Regions from separate parts of the Mus musculus genome. Here region 1 is linked to region 2. The links are chromatin contacts, called in public HiChIP or PLAC-seq maps. All regions are on one chromosome and are shown on one strand. Each heading gives the region's core, a stretch centred on a gene start, on an enhancer-like site or on the middle of the called end of the contact. The rest is flanking DNA. Distances are from core to core; before and after follow the strand shown.

The links. HiChIP or PLAC-seq counts read pairs in DNA pulled down with a chosen protein or histone mark.
Region 1: an H3K4me3 HiChIP or PLAC-seq map of craniofacial prominence shows a contact between it and region 2, with 4 times the contacts expected there. The contact joins two enhancer-like sites. A contact is called at or near these places in 2 of 39 promoter capture datasets (3T3-L1-derived adipocytes and frontonasal cranial neural crest), 1 of 15 datasets of contacts at CTCF or cohesin (the NIH/3T3 cell line), 1 of 484 Hi-C or Micro-C datasets (cortical neurons), 2 of 115 datasets of contacts at active chromatin or transcription factors (craniofacial prominence and embryonic limb bud) and 1 of 9 other capture datasets (embryonic stem cells).

What each region holds. Positions count from the first base shown.
Region 1 is chr12:34,247,048-34,249,747 of GRCm38.p6, forward strand. It overlaps Hdac9 (histone deacetylase 9), which reads right to left. Exons shown (of 28, transcript NM_001271386.1): 19 at 1,276-1,383. Among named protein-coding and RNA genes, the nearest start is that of Gm51984, 33 kb to the left of the region's middle. Within about 2 kb of position 1,309, at least 40 of the 459 cell types and tissues checked have an H3K27ac peak or open chromatin away from gene starts, as enhancers often do. A contact at or near this core is called in craniofacial prominence, where this site is marked.
Region 2 is chr12:33,965,259-33,967,958 of GRCm38.p6, forward strand. No RefSeq gene overlaps it. Among named protein-coding and RNA genes, the nearest start is that of Twist1, 8.9 kb to the left of the region's middle. Within about 2 kb of position 1,298, at least 50 of the 459 cell types and tissues checked have an H3K27ac peak or open chromatin away from gene starts, as enhancers often do. A contact at or near this core is called in craniofacial prominence, where this site is marked.

The DNA of each region.
Region 1 (2,700 bases), core at 59-2,558, 280 kb after region 2:
CAAAGCCTGCCCAGAAAGTTGAATCTTTCTGACCTTTACATTTATCTTTTGCAACGATAAAGTCTAAAAATTAACTGCTACATTCATTAATGGCCCCATTAATCCCCTAGATGAGCAGTTAATGTCCAGAGGCTAAATCTTGTCAAATGCACACAGGCATGTCTTTTAAAACAACAAAACCCCCACAATCTCCTCATCAAAGCTCATTTCTATAAATTCTGACCCCCGGGAAAGATGACACCATAGTTTATGATGCTGACCTACATTTTAAATCACAAGATTCTGGCATAAATGGAATAAAAAATTCATTTAACATGAAGAAAAATAATCTTTTTTTAGATTTTACCTTAGATTTACAAAACACAAGGTGCATATGTTGCTGGTCATAATAGATTTCCCTCAAGCCTTAGAGTTGCTAAAAATACCAGATCAATCACCATAGCAGATCACATTATGAAGTGTGTGAACTAGTGCATTAAAAACTGTGTTAGCACCAACAAAGTTTATTGGGGTAGCTACATTCAAGACACACATGGTGGACCTTTAAATAGCACTGTTAAAATACCAAATAAAATGTCAATGTCTGTCAGGTCTCTGGCTTTTATAAATTGTTTAGACTGGAAACGTTGGGGTTTGGACATTGTTCTTTTCATAGGATGTAGAAAAGAAGAGACCATAAAAGAAAAGAACAATAAAGCATAGCTCATTTTTGAAGTTCTTTCATGGAAAAACATACTCTGGATCGTTGCTCCCCTAATCAACGATTTCCTTCTTCCTCTCAGTCCTTCCGTTGTCGTCTGGTATTTGACTTTCTCCCCCTCCTCTCTCTGGGTGGTATTTTCAGCTTATACATACTACTCAGTAACCAGAGTTTTTAAGTCATTTCAAAAGAGACCGTATGGATTGCGTGACAGATTTTATGCACGCATGCAAGCACGCACGCACGTACGCACGCACACATAGAGAACATGGTATTTTAAACATGGACCCCGGTTTTGCTTACCATTTCTATGGTCTTACACCATACACCAGTATGATCTGAATACAGAACATTCTGGAGAGGAGGAAGGCTCTTCAAGCAGGACGGTCACCGACTATTTACAGAGTTCTGCTCATACCTCAATGGTTATCTCCTCCCTCTGTCTTCTTCTCCGTATTACGCGCCCCTCTCACCTCCCCCCGCCCCCCCCCTCCCCGGGCCATTTCCCAAACAACAACATCTCTATTTCAGCAACTTCTCTAGACTTCCCACACTTAATGCAACCCAGACCTCACCTTCAGCTCTCCTGAGGCCACTTTGGAAGCCAGCTCAATGACACAGCCAACAGCCATGCGTGCAGCACCGGACGAGTGCAGCTCATTCCAAATGGTGTCACTGTCCACCTGAGCAAACAGGCAGCAGGGTCCAAAAAGGAGAGAAAAGGAAAAGAGAAGAGAAGGGTGAGAAGGAGGGTGGGGGAGGGGACGAGAAAGAAAAACCAAATCTGTGAGGAAGGGCTGGCAGAGTAAAAGCCTATGTACAAAAACATTAGTCTTCCGTCCTGGCCAGCTGAAAAGGCCTTCTGGACATGGCTTTGCTTATACTTTTTCTCTGCACTGAGTTCTCCAATGGAAACACATTCCTGCCATGCCTCACTGCCATTCCCTGTTTAGATTTCTCATTACAAATAGCATTACATAGGCCAGATCTGGCTTAGGGACAGGCCTACTAGAAACCAGGCACTGGCAGTAGGTAAAGCAAAAACCAAGAGCACTTAGTTATACATAAAAATCGGATTTGCAAGTGCTGCAGGGAGAGAACACTGCTCCGACTGCAGGTTTATCGGGAGCCAAAGACAAGGTTTAGACAGGTACCAGTAGCTGGCCACGGGCAGGAAGTAGTAACCACAGCTGAGCCCCAAGGATGCAAGGGCTGTGTAGATTTCTCGCTTAAGACGTTAGCTAGAGTGAACTGGGACTTGGATCACGATGGAGAGGTTTAATTCTTCTCAGGATGGGTACTGTTTAGAGCCTAGTTTCAGCGCAAACTGGATTTCCTAAAATGCACAGCTGCCTCTGTCTTTGAGTACCATCATGGAAGTATGTCCTTCACTCTTGAAATGTCGTTGGTTCTCCCCCCCCACCCACCCACAATAAGAACATACATATTGAGGATATTAAACGTGCAGTCATAGTGGTTTTAACTGTAATATATGTTGCTTATTGTATGTATAAAGCATTTTAAAACATTGAAAAACCAGCACCAAATGATAGGCAGCTCTGATCTCAGAGTGTGTGAGTCACAGGAAGTATTTAAGAAATGAGATTAAATGTTTATGAACATAAATATCAAACCTTTGTGAGTGGGCCAAAGAGGATATCCTGTATAAAACCAAGCTTTTGCTTCAAAAAATTGAGAATAAGTCAAAGGGCTAGTCACATGAAAAATGGAAATAAATAAAAATAAGGCATATTTACAAAGCCCTAGTAGGTTTCCTGAGTAATATCACTTATCTATTCTTTTCTCCTGTGCTCATTATTGGCTTAATAAGTCATGGCAAGGTATCAACAATACAACCAAAACCACAATCATATTGTTCTCAAGGAGTACTGGACACAGAGATATCCAGTAGATGCTTGAGGTTCTGGCCTCTTTCCAAATAGCTGTGTCTCCAAGCTGTCAATAAGGAATAAAAGAAACAAAGGAACAAAAACAAAAAT
Region 2 (2,700 bases), core at 48-2,547:
TGCCATTAACGGGTAACCAAAATTTTCAATACCCATAACCAGATAAACAGGCAGGTCCTTTCATAGCATTTAGTCTCAGTACCTTCTGAATCCTATCTAAACCATGTCACCAGGGTGCACTGCTTTGGGGTGCATATATTCTTATCTGGTTATAGCCCCTAAACATCTTGGATTCTGACCCTGTAAACAGATCCTCCCCCCCCCCTTGGATTTGCTTGCTCTTCAAGGAAACATTAGATTGAACCCCCCTTGACCCCCCACCAATATAAAGATTTCTTTGGGGGACTTCCAGGTCTTCATTTTCTAAAACATACCACCATACAACCTCTCTCTCCCTCTCTCTCTCTCTCTCTCTCTCTCTCTCTCTCTCTCTCTCTCTCCCTCCCTCCCTCCCTCCCTCCCTCCTCCTCTCCTGTTTTACTCTGTAACTTAAAGGGCTGGGGACTTTTGTGGAAACCATTTCCCCACTGCAGATTTAGCAGTGAGACGAGATCCCTTAGAGTCCTGTGGGTACAGCTCTGAGACAGTCTGGCAATCCACTCCTGGGGGCAGAGTCCTGCCTTCCCTGACAGTATTCTTTAAAATGTTCTTGTAAATCCCATTTGTACTTTGAACAGATTTCTGTTAGCCTCCTGCTTCATTCCACCCCTGACTTCTCTTGCCACTCCCCATCAACACACACCTTTTAAAACTTCTGAGTATTGTAGCACAGAAAAGAGACCCAGGATGGAGAAGAATCCTTCCTCTTCCTTCTTTCTCTGCAGACTGAGTGAAATTTAAAACACATCTCATAGATCAGTTTTCCTCCTCTGATGTTAGACACAGTCCACGACCCGGATTTTCAAATAGCCAGGCAGGAGTCTGCAATATTTAATCCAGCCAGCTATTAAATGTCCTCAGGCTAAATCAGGAACACAAGAAAGAATCCTTACGGGATAATGATACCAAGAGCAGTTGGGTGGAGGGAGGGGGAGGGGCAAATAAGGGGCAGACAACTCCAGAAATATCTTTCACTTGAAAAACTCTGGTTTTAGAACTCCTGTCAGAATAATAACAAATCGAAGAAACCTGAAAGAAAAAGTCTTTGCTCAAGGATATAATTTTAATGAAATACAACAACAACAACAACAACAACAACAACAACAACACACACACACACACACACACACACACACACACACACACACACACACTTAAAAACTGCTTCAGAGACTCCGCTTTTCCTTTACCTATTAGGGACTAGGAGGGTCCGTAACGTGATCCCGTCCCTCTTCCTGCCGCCCCTTCTTTCCCCAATTAAACCAAAACGGTTGTAGTTAGGAGCCTGGCCGGCGGGCTGAGGCTGTTCACTACATCTCCGTTCCTGCTCCAGCGCTTGCATTTCTCCAAAAGCCAGCCCCAGTGGGACTGGGCCTAGAGGTTCTTGCCTTTTCACAAAGGAAGGAACCTTCACCTGGAAGCCGACTTTCCCGGTATCTAGCAGGGGAAGGCAACAAATGTAGCACCAGGCAGATGGTGTTCCCCAAATCTGCCTGCCAAGGCTTCCCACTGACCCGGCCCAACGGTTTTTGTTGATTTAAACCTTCGGGAGGAATTGCAACTGCGAGAGCAAACGGGGTTGAGAGTAGGGGAGTAAAGCCAGGAGGCCGAGCTGGAGAACACCCGAGAAAAATGCAACATTTGGGAAGGGGTGGGGGGTGCAACCTTTTAGGCAGCAGGGACCAGGCATTTTGGCAGCCGCATCTGTCACTTGAAGCAGTGGACAGATAAAACCATCCCTGATCAAAGAGGTTCGTTCATAAATCACCCCTAAGAAATGGATGGTAAGGAGTAAAAGACACGTGTCGAATAATCTCGACCCCGAGTAGGCTTCCTGCCACGCGGTCCCTGCCGCCCCTTCCCGTGGTTTCCAGGCGCCTGGGCTCCCAGCTGGGAATGGGGGTGCTCTCCTTCCTGATTCTCCCCTCCCCCAGCCCCGCTGCCCCCTGGCCTCCGCCTCACAAGTTCTCTGAGGCCAGCCAGGTTTCGGGTTTGAGATTTCCACACGATCTTGACTCTGGACTGACCAGGCAAACAGCAGGGCAAGAGGATGGATGGAGTCTTTATTTAACTCTGAGGAGACAAAAGAGTGGGTCTCGCAAAATAGAAGATGTCTCGCTTCCAGGTCCTGTCCTTAGATTCTTCTTCTTCCTACCCTCCCCCACCCTTACCCTCACTGATCTTTATTCCCAGAGAACTCAAATCTCTGCAAAGTGTTCTGGGCAAACCATGCGCGGAGGGTAGAGTTCAGCCGGAGTTGAAACGGTCCTGGCGTGTGCGTTCCGGAATATTTGGGTTTCGCACGCAGCTCAGTCAACCCTGGTGCTCTGTCTAGGAGTAGTCGCTGTCCTGGGCACTAGGATTAACTCTGTTCTCTTTCTCCCTCCCACTGGTCCCGCACCTGCTTCCTCTGGTTGACACAAAGCAGGCGAAGGCGAAGGTCCAGTTCGTGCGCTGAGTGTCCGGCCAGCTGTCTGAGGACACCGGGAACGCGTGAGGGGAGGGCTGAGCGTCTGGTGTCCTAGTCCCCAGTATAAGCCATGCTAAGGAACTTTGTGAATCGGTTTGCAGGGTTTACAACAACAGACCCCTACACCCCAACCCTTGGTTCCCCCCACCCCACCCCGCAGCTTCAATGTCTTGTAGATAAGCGGGATTTTG